Regions from separate parts of the Mus musculus genome. Here region 2 is linked to region 1. Evidence: chromatin contacts called from public Hi-C data. All regions are on one chromosome and are shown on one strand. Each heading gives the region's core, a stretch centred on a gene start, on an enhancer-like site or on the middle of the called end of the contact. The rest is flanking DNA. Distances are from core to core; before and after follow the strand shown.

What was found. Hi-C and Micro-C count contacts between places; a contact is called where the count stands out from the background.
Region 2: a Hi-C map of uterus shows a contact between it and region 1, with 3 times the contacts expected there. The contact joins two enhancer-like sites. A contact is called at or near these places in 6 of 484 Hi-C or Micro-C datasets (the AML12 cell line, myocytes, nephron progenitors and 3 more) and 5 of 115 datasets of contacts at active chromatin or transcription factors (craniofacial prominence, embryonic basal ganglia, embryonic forebrain and 2 more).

What each region holds. Positions count from the first base shown.
Region 1 is chr13:28,626,931-28,631,848 of GRCm38.p6, reverse strand. The region is part of intron 5 of 2610307P16Rik (RIKEN cDNA 2610307P16 gene); the gene reads left to right. Among named protein-coding and RNA genes, the nearest start is that of Mir6368, 81 kb to the left of the region's middle. Within about 2 kb of position 2,093, at least 122 of the 459 cell types and tissues checked have an H3K27ac peak or open chromatin away from gene starts, as enhancers often do. A contact at or near this core is called in nephron progenitors and uterus, where this site is marked.
Region 2 is chr13:28,928,821-28,933,496 of GRCm38.p6, reverse strand. No RefSeq gene overlaps it. Among named protein-coding and RNA genes, the nearest start is that of Gm46406, 14 kb to the left of the region's middle. Within about 2 kb of position 1,551, at least 71 of the 459 cell types and tissues checked have an H3K27ac peak or open chromatin away from gene starts, as enhancers often do. A contact at or near this core is called in nephron progenitors and uterus, where this site is marked.

The DNA.
Region 1 (4,918 bases), core at 844-3,343:
ACCATGAGGTTGCTGAGAATTGAACTCACAACCTCTGGAAGAACAGTGAGTGCACTTAACCAATGAGCCATCTTTCCAGCCATCATCATCATCATCTTCTTCTTCTTCTTCTTCTTCTTCTTCTTCTTCTTCTTCTTCTTCTTCTTCTTCTCCTCCTCCTCCTCCTCCTCCTCCTCCTCCTCCTCCTCCTCTTCCTCCTCCTTCTTTTTTTTTCAAAGACAGGGTTTCACTGTAAAACCCAGGCTAGCCATGAACTCATGAAGTCCTCCTGCCTCATTCTACCAGTAATGGAATTACAGCAGTGTGCCCTACTCTAGATTTTAAGATATGTTATAATATAATGCATGAACTTTCTTTTAGAAACTAATAGTTTAGCCCCTTGCCCCTTAGTGTTAGTCTATGGTGTGTGTCTTTGTGTGTGTGTATATATCAAAGGTTGATAGTGAATGTCTTCTTCAATTGCTTCGTATCTTACATTTTGAGATAGAGTCTCGCATAGGACCTGGAACTCAATGATTCCCCTAGGCTGGCTGGCCAGCAGGTTCCATGGAGTCTCTGGTCCCTACTTCTGCAGTCCTGCGATTAGAATACCCATAGTGCCTGGCTTTTCTTCCCACTGTGGTTGCTGGAGCTCAAACTCAGCTTCTCGTTCTTATATAGCAATGCACTTGACCAGCTGAGCTCTCTCTCCTGCCTCTTGTCTGAGGAAGGGGAATTGTCAGTGTACAATGTTCCTGATACCTGCCCTGTACAGAACAGGGTGTGGCAGTCTGACTCCCAGCCCTTTGCTGGAGTTCATGTCTGCTGGGTGGGTGCACAGTCGAGCACCCCACATTGCTAATGAGGCATTGTTTTGTCTTACTGGGTGCCTGGTCCTATGGAACATGAGCTCTGGTCAGGGTGAAGTTGAAGGTTCCATCTGTGGAACACGAGCCCAACGAGGCATCTGTCCAGTGGCTCTTTGATTTAGGACTTGCCTCCAGAAATGTAAGAAACCAATTTCATTGTTTGCAAAGTACCCAATCTAGGGAATCTAAGGGCTTTTTGTTTTTGTTTTTGTTTTTGTTTTTTTTAGCAGTAACAGACTCTACACTAGTGGTGTGTTTTTCCCTAGGTGGGGTGTTTGAAGCCTCTGAAGATGGTCTGTGGGTTATAGTCCAGCAAATGGTGACTGGTGGGTGGGCCCCAGCCAACACGGTCTGACCTCCCCCAGTCCAGGGTGCTCTCCTAAGCTCTGGATTGTTGGCCAGTGGAAACACCAGGCAGGTAGGCAGCTTCCCCTGAAGGTCAGGCCAGTGCAGGGTTTGTCCCTCCCAGAGCAGTTGTTCACCATCCCCCATCCCCCCTTCTCAGGCTTTCTTGTTTCCTGGCCCTGCCTTCCTTTCCTTGGTGGTGTCTACCCCTTCCTGTGGCACTTCATAGCACCCTTTCTTTCTTCCCAAGGGATTTTATAGTTATTAGAGATAAAGACAGGAAGTCTGTAATGAAGTACCAACTCTCATGTGTGCCAGATTCTCTCTCCGCCTCCCTCTCCCTCCACCTACACCCCCCCCCCCCGACACAGAGACAGACAGACAGACAGACAGACAGACAGACAGACATGCATTAAAGGGCAGCCTCAGAACTGTGCTGATGAGGGCTCTTTTCCCAGGCCGCCCACATCCTGCCCCACTGCAGTAGATAGACAAAGTGGGGCTCAGCACACTGTTCAGGGACACTGCTTTTGCTCAGGAATCCAGGACTCTGCCTGGCTGTATGGGAATGTTAGCTCACATCTGTTCATAAACAGCTCCAGGAGGCCTGGGTTAAATTACTACAGACCACTGCCAGCCCTTCCCCAGTAATCCTCTAAAGATGGCAGGTAAAGATAGACTGAGGAGGGGCAGGGCCTTGTCTAACAGCCCTGTATCAAATAGCCAGAGAGCTGGAGAGTCGGGTTGCTCCAGGAATACCCTAATCTTGATTGTATTGTTTTTCCTGTCCCAGAAGGGAGGGTTTACTCTGGGAGGTGGGAGGAGTGTCAGGGCTGGGGTTGCTGGCACCCTGTAAGGAAAACCCACAGACAGCTTGTTCCATTTGGAAGTCTCAGCAGAAATGGCCAGTGGACAGGCATGTCCCTGTTCCTAATCCTTGCAACTGTGGGACACACACAGGCTGGCAAGTGTCCTGGAGCTGCAGGGGAGGGACTGCTGACAATAGGGAGGGAAACCGACTTTGGGCTTTGTGGTGTTCTGGAATCATTATCCGAGTGCACACAGGGCAGGTGACCACACGTGGGACAGGGGTGCGTGTGATCCCTCTCCTGTTGTGTTGGCAGCACTCAGAAATGTCCACAACAGCTCAGGGATTTATACTTCCTGTCCGGCCTCTCAGGGCTTCTGTGGATATACTTAGCAATTACAATCCTGGTTTGGGAATTTCCCTGGGATGGGCCAGGACTTGTTTCCAAAATAACACCTTTCAAAGCAGCCAGAGCCTTTAAAAAATTAGATAATTGTGTGATATTTATAAAACGAATTACATTGTGTTAACAATGTCTGTGCAGATGGTTCCGAGGCTGTGGTAAATAACACCTTATGATTCATTAAGGGCAGCCAGAGAAAGGGCTTTCTAACTGAGTTATTACTGCACAGTTGAGTCTTTATCCCCCCCCTCCCCCCCCCAAAAAAAAAGGTAGTCAACTCTCAAAGTAGAGAAGTACATTTGTGAGGCAGAATGATTAGCCATGGTGTGCAGGGGGCGGGGGTGGAGTGGGGAGCACGGTCGGATTGTCCAGATCCATTCACTCATACACAAGTGTTGTAAACCTGCTTAGCACCGCGTACCAAGAGTTAGAAAGATGCTTGTTGTGTCCCTCCTGCTGGTGAGGGAGGCAGATGTATAAACAGATAATTGTCTTCGAGTGAGTTAAGTGCTAACAGACGTGGGGAAGAAATGTCCTAATGGTATGAGGGCTATCAGTTTACATTGGAGTTGGGGAGGGGGAAACAGTAGCTCCTCAGAGGATGCCACATTTGAGAAATATGCGAGGAGGGAGAATTCTGTAAACAGAGAAATGGGCTTCCTTAGGATTCTCTTATTAACTTTGTAGTACCCCAGGACCTTTGCACATGTTCAAGTTGTCAAATCTATGGTGTGTGTGTGCACTTGCGTGCACCACAGTGGGTACGGAAGCCAGAAGATAACCTCTGGTGTTGGTTTTCATCTTCCACCCTGTTTGAGGCAGGATCTGTTCTGGTTTCCTGCAGCTGCATAGACCACACTAGCTGGCCCACCCACTTCCAGGATTCTCCCAACTCTGTCTGCCAGGAGCTCTGGGATTATAAGCCCACACGACCATGGCCCACTTTCTTCTGGTTCTGGGAGTGGGAAGTCAGGCTCTCAGCCTTGTGTGTGAGCGGGTCCTCACTGAGCCACTTCCATCTTGTTCCTACTGGCTTCAGTTGTCCTGTCCTGTCCTGTCATCCGACTGGCTTACCTTTGCTGCTCCTAATCCACCTGCTTGGAAAACTTTTTTTTTTTTTTTTAAACCTGGTTCGACCTGACAGAAACCAGATGCTGTGTTGCTTCTTCCTCAGGAGAGCCTGTCTTCTCAGGCTCAAGATCAAGTCCCCTGCCTCACTCACCAGGTGCTTCTCCTTCCTGCCATTAGCAGCGATACATTTTCCCTATTTGCATGCTTATTTGCATAATGTGCTTTTTCAACAGACAGAGCCCGCCTCTCTTTGTTCAACCTTTTTTTTTTCCCCTTCCAGATAAACATTTGTTAAATGCATTGGATGAAGGGCATTGCAGTTGTGTAAACAGCAGCAGTCAGAGAATGCCTAGTGGCTGGGTTTTGTGGTTTGAATCTCAAGTATTCCCACCATGTTTGTGCCTTAGATGCCTGTTGGATCCAACAGCATTGGATCAGCTAATGGCATTGATATTTGAGACTGAGGGACTCTTAGGCTGTAGGGCCTATTTGGCATAAGTAATTCACTTGGGATGAACCTTTGAAGGCTGCATCTGCCTCTGGTTCTGTTCCTCCTTTTGGTCTTATGTGATGAGAACAGCCACTGCAACCCCTCTGCACGCACTGTCCCAGGTTGGGCTGTGTGCCATGCCTTTTCTCCATGATGTACCTGCACTGTGAAACCGTGAGCCCCAAAGAAGTTTTTCCTCTCCTCGGTTGCTCTGTCCCAGCACTGTAAGAGTAGCTAGTGCTCTAGGCATGCTGGATCTTGAGGTGTGTGGTTTGTAGAAGGATGAAGATTAACCTGTTGAAGATGCTTTGACGATCTAAGTCTCTGTTTATGTATTAACTCATTTAATATTTTTATGTATTAAGAGAAAGATCAAAGGTCTACCTCTTAATTACTAAATTATCGTTATCAGGTAATATAAGTTGATACGTGGTAATAAAGTATTATCAAAATTATTTGCCAGAGGCCTTTTGTCTTAGATATGTTCTTTTAAAATTGTAGTCTGGGCTTAGCAGGTCTAGGACTTCCCACTAAGACAGAAGACCTGAGTGTGATCCCAAGATCCAGAAGAAAGGAAAGAAATTGACCCCCATAAATTGTCCTTTGACCTTCACACACACCATGAAACATGTGTGCCAAAGTACGTATACACACACACACACACACACACACACACACACACACAAATACAATTAAAAACTGTGGTCAGGATGCTGGATGCTGGCCTACTTAAATGCTCACTGTATAAACTTGAGGTCCTGAGTTTGAATTTCCAGTATTCGTCTCACACACACACACACACACACACACACACACACACACTGCTAGCACTGGACATGTAGAGAGAATCTCTGCAGCATCTTGGCTGTCTGGTCTTCCAGAATCCATGAGCTTAACTTTCAGTGAGAGAAAACACGTAATAAAAAGTAGAATAATAAAGCAATAGAGGAAGG
Region 2 (4,676 bases), core at 302-2,801, 300 kb before region 1:
GTCAGGCAACCTTCCAGCTGAGTCCTCTAAGTTCTTGAGAAGGGATGTTGAAGACCACAAGCTTCATCATTCAGCAATGAGCCTCTTGCTGACATTAAGGCTCAGCTGGCAAAGTACTTGTCTACCACGCACAAAGCCTTAGGTTCAATCCCAGTGCCATGTAAAGTCTATGCAGGGCTGTGCACAGCTGTCGTCTCAGCATTCCAGTGGTAGAATCAAGAGTACCAAGTTCAAGATCACCCTTGGATACTCAGTGAGTTCAAGGCCAACTTGGATATAGGAAATAATGTCTCAAAATAAATAAACTAGCAAATTACTAATCAGAATAGATGAGGTGGCTCCATGCATATAAAGGGACTTGCTCCCAAGCCAAATGACTTGTGTTGGATCCTTGGAACCACGTGGCAGAGGAAGAGACGTGACACTCCAAAGTTGTCTTCTGATTTCTACATGTGGACTGTGGCATGTGTGTAGAACCTCCCCCCCCCCCTCAACCCCAGGCACAAGCATACTCACACAAATAAATAAATAAGATATGATAACTTAAAAAAAAAACACCAAAAAAAAAACCCCAAAAAACAACTACACAATCCATATGTGTCTCACAACCCCCACGTCTTTCTAAAGTCGCAAAATCTTCTTGGAAGTTGGTCATGCTTAGATCTATTCGTCCTCTATTCTGTGGATCACTTTTGTGGGTATAAAGGCCCCAGCATCCCTACCTAATGTTTGTGGAACTCAACTTTCGAAAGTGGTTTTGGCTGGCACAGGATGACTCTGATCCTCTTGCTTCAGCAGTGCACAATCATTGGTCCAGCTCAGCTCCATTTCATTGACACACTAGCAGGGAGAAAGGTTCACCTTGTGTTTGGGGTCCTCTTATCTATGTAAAAGATGACAGCTGGTTGGGCAGCTGGTTAGGCCAGTCCTGTGCACAAGGAGAGAAGGGGAAAGAACCGTGCGGATCCTTTAAAGTTAGGGAACAGAAAAGAATGTTGTCCTTGCTTTCTTGTCCCCTGATGTAGAGAGAGGTCTTCATCTTTGACCCCTCTCTATCAGCTTTGTTTCTCAGTAGTTGGATGTCTTTATCCCACCCACCACCTCCACCACCACCACCACCACCCCTACCACCACCCCCACCACCACCACACCCCCCCACCACACCCCCCCCTCCTTTTTTTTTTTTAATTGGCTTGTAGAGAGGAGGGAGGTGGAGGAGGAGTTGAGGGCTCAAAAAGAGAGTCCTGCAATTAGCAGGAAGGTGATGGTGCAGTTTTTACTTTATGTTTGTAAGTTGAGTAAAGTTAAGATGCAAATTGTGATTTTCCTCATACACATCACACACACACACACACACAGACACACAGACACACACACACACACACACACACACACACACCTCAGTCCCTCCCCCTCCTACTGTTCCTGTTCCTTCGGGTGTTTTGGCCCAGTTGGAAGCTGATATTTAAAAGACATTTGATCTGCCTAATGGAAGCGGAAGAAAACAGGGATGACATCAAGGGGATTTCTGAGAAAGAAATTCTGAAACACAAGGGACAAAAGAATGAGTCACCAAGGCAGTCATGAGAACCGGCCTGCTCAGGCCTCAAACAGCTTGTTGTTGTTGTTGTTTTGGTTTTGTTGTTGTTGTTCTTGTTTGTTAGGAGAGATTGACAGTGTCCTGTTCTGGAGCATTTGGGGGTGGGGTCAATGGGGAACCTCTGGCCAGTCTTTCCTCCTGAGAATGCACCTGGGGGTGGGAATGATATTCAGGGATAAGTTCTGAAATGCACCTTTGGAAATATAGGTGGTTGGTACTGGAGGAACTACAAAGGTAAAATCCTGTGACAGAGGCTAGTCTGTGTCCTTCTCACCCCTGTGACAGAAAGGGGCAAGTTCTTTTTCTCAGACTCTGGCCTTCCAGGAGTGTCTGAGTAGCCAAGAGATGACCTAGGGCAAGTCTGGGGTGTGTAAGCAGGGAGGGAGGCAGGGTGTGTGTGACTGGGCAATTTTCCTGCTGGACAATGGGGGAGAGGCCATTGATGAGCAGCCAATTCCTGTTTCCTTCCTGTTTTGTGGGCGGAGGGTATGGGATCAGGAGCAGCTGGGGTCAAGAGGGAAAGGCCACCAAGAGGCTGACCATAGCCTGACATCCTAAGCAAGGAGACAGGTTGAGAGGAACAATATCCACGGACTGGTCCAACTCTTGTCTCACACGTGCTTGTCAGCAAGCATGAGGTCCGGAGTTCGATCCCCAGCGCCACTCCTAGAACACACACACTTACACATACAAATATTTACACACATGGATACACTTACACCATGTACACACAAACACAGATGCACAGACACTCACACACACACACACACACACACATACACACACACACACACCATGCATACACACAGATACACACACACACACACACACACACATAGCATGTCTGAAGAATCTGCAGATCTTGAGTTTCAAAGTAGAAATAGAGACTGCCATGAGAATCTATGCGTTGGAATAGAGACTGCCATGAGAATCTATGCGTTGGAATAGAGACTGCCATGAGAATCTATGCGTTGGTTTATTAAACTTGACATTTGCCTCGGCTTGAGAAGGCCCATTTGAAAACAAGACACAGTTTCACTGAGCATGGTCGTTCTCCATGCTATTTCAGACTTACATTTTCAGTGACCACAGCGTAGGATGAAAATCTCGAATATTTATGGAATTTACTGAGGAGCCCTGTAATCTGTCCTTCTGTCTGAGTCAGTCTGTCTGCTCACTAGGACACAGTCCTACAGGGACTCAGAGTCAAAGTTGGGCAGACTCGGGGCCACTTCTCAGCTCGCACCTTCAGGTTCCTTTCCTGAACTGTTGAAACTGGGCAAACACAAGGACAGAGCTGTTCTGCTTTTTCCTAAACTAAGCCTGGGCAGGTCTGTCACTGCTTCTTTACTCTTTGCCCCTGGGGCATGCTTTAAAGTCCCGCCCCTTCCCCAAGCACGTGGCTCCAAATCAGGTTCAGGTTGTGTAACCTTCCTCCCCATCCTTTCTGGGTCCCTGTGTTTTGTTTACAGTTTCAGCCTTTTAAAAACCTCACTATGTAGGACAAGGCTTCTCCCTCAGATTCCTTTGACTAGTCTCCATGGTTCCTTCTCTAGGCTGGCTCTGTTGTTTTGGTTTTGTTTGGATATTTTTGGTTCTGGTTTTTGTTGGGGGAGGGGGCGTTGCTTGTTGGTTTGTTTGTTTTTGATACAGTGTTTCACTCTATCCCAAGCCAGTCTTGAACTCCTCATAGTATCCCTGCTTCTGTTTTCAGAGGGCTGGAATTACAGGCCTGCACCTGGCTCCAGGCATAATTCAGTCCCCCAGGGATGCTGGTGGGAGAGTCCTCTGATCTCCTGTGTCTGATTTTCCCGGCTCTGCTCCTCTCATTGGGCTCCAACGATCTGAAATCTGCTTCCCAACCCCAGGCAGAGTGAGCAGGACTCCACTTGCCTTTGCCTTCCTTGGTGGGATAATGAAGATTCCAGGATCTCCCTCCCACCTGCTTCCTGAGTTTCTCATCCTGTCTGTTCTACGGAAGAATCCTTTTCCAGACAAGCATTTAAACCCACAAGAAACACTCACCTTTCACTTCATAAGAGAAACTTACTTACTTTAAAATGAATTTAAATCTCCGGTTGTATGAATATATGTGTATGCACATCTATGTGTTTGTATATATGTATGCTTGTGTGCATATATGTGCATATTTTATGTCTATGTGTGTTTGTATATGTGCATGCTTTATGTCTCTGTGTGTTTGTATGTGTGTATGTGTGTATGTATGCATATATATGCATGCTTGTAAGCATATATATGTGTGCATATGCATAAGTGTGCATGTATGTATGTGTGTGAGGTACATAAAGCCAGTACTCAATGCTAAATGTGGATTTTATTATAAGTATCACTACTGTAGCTACAAGAAGCCAACTGTGTGGTTTCTAGTTGCCTGAGCAGCCCTTCAGTGTCTTGGAGACCCAGTCTCTTCCCTTCTTCCATTTCCACCCTTATCAAGATGCAATGAGAGCTCTATCACCTCTGCCACTGTATTGTCACAAAGCAGCCAAGCATGATGGGGGTGGGGTGGGGTGGAGAGGAACAGTTTTCCTCTTGTCTGTGCTCTCCATCTTTGTGTCTAATCAGGAAAGAAAAAAATGTCCCTGAAGTCCTCAATCCATGCCTGAATATACCTTCTATGCCCTAGATGCATATGTTTATAATATTATTAAAATGTACAAACAGGCGAGAATTCAAGCATTTGCTCTAATTTCCTTCTCCTCATCATTCACAAGGTTAGATTGGTGAGTAGAGGAAGAAGTCTTTGTGTAAGAGAGGAATATCTTAGCCAGGTGTGGTGATGCACACCTTTGATCCTAGCACTAAGGAGGCAGTAGATCTTGAGGGTAGCCTGATTTTCTATAGAGTGAGTTCCAAAACAGCTAGGGCTACACAGAGAAACCCTGTCTCAACTAAAACCAAAAGAGAGAGGTAGGGGAACACCATAGAACTGTGGTTTCAATATGACTTTTCTGAAAGGAAACACTAGAAATATAAACTAATAAAGCATTGACTGTACCTTAGAGGTTAATTCTAACCTCTAGCAGCCACATTTTAAAAAGATAAGCAAGGCAGG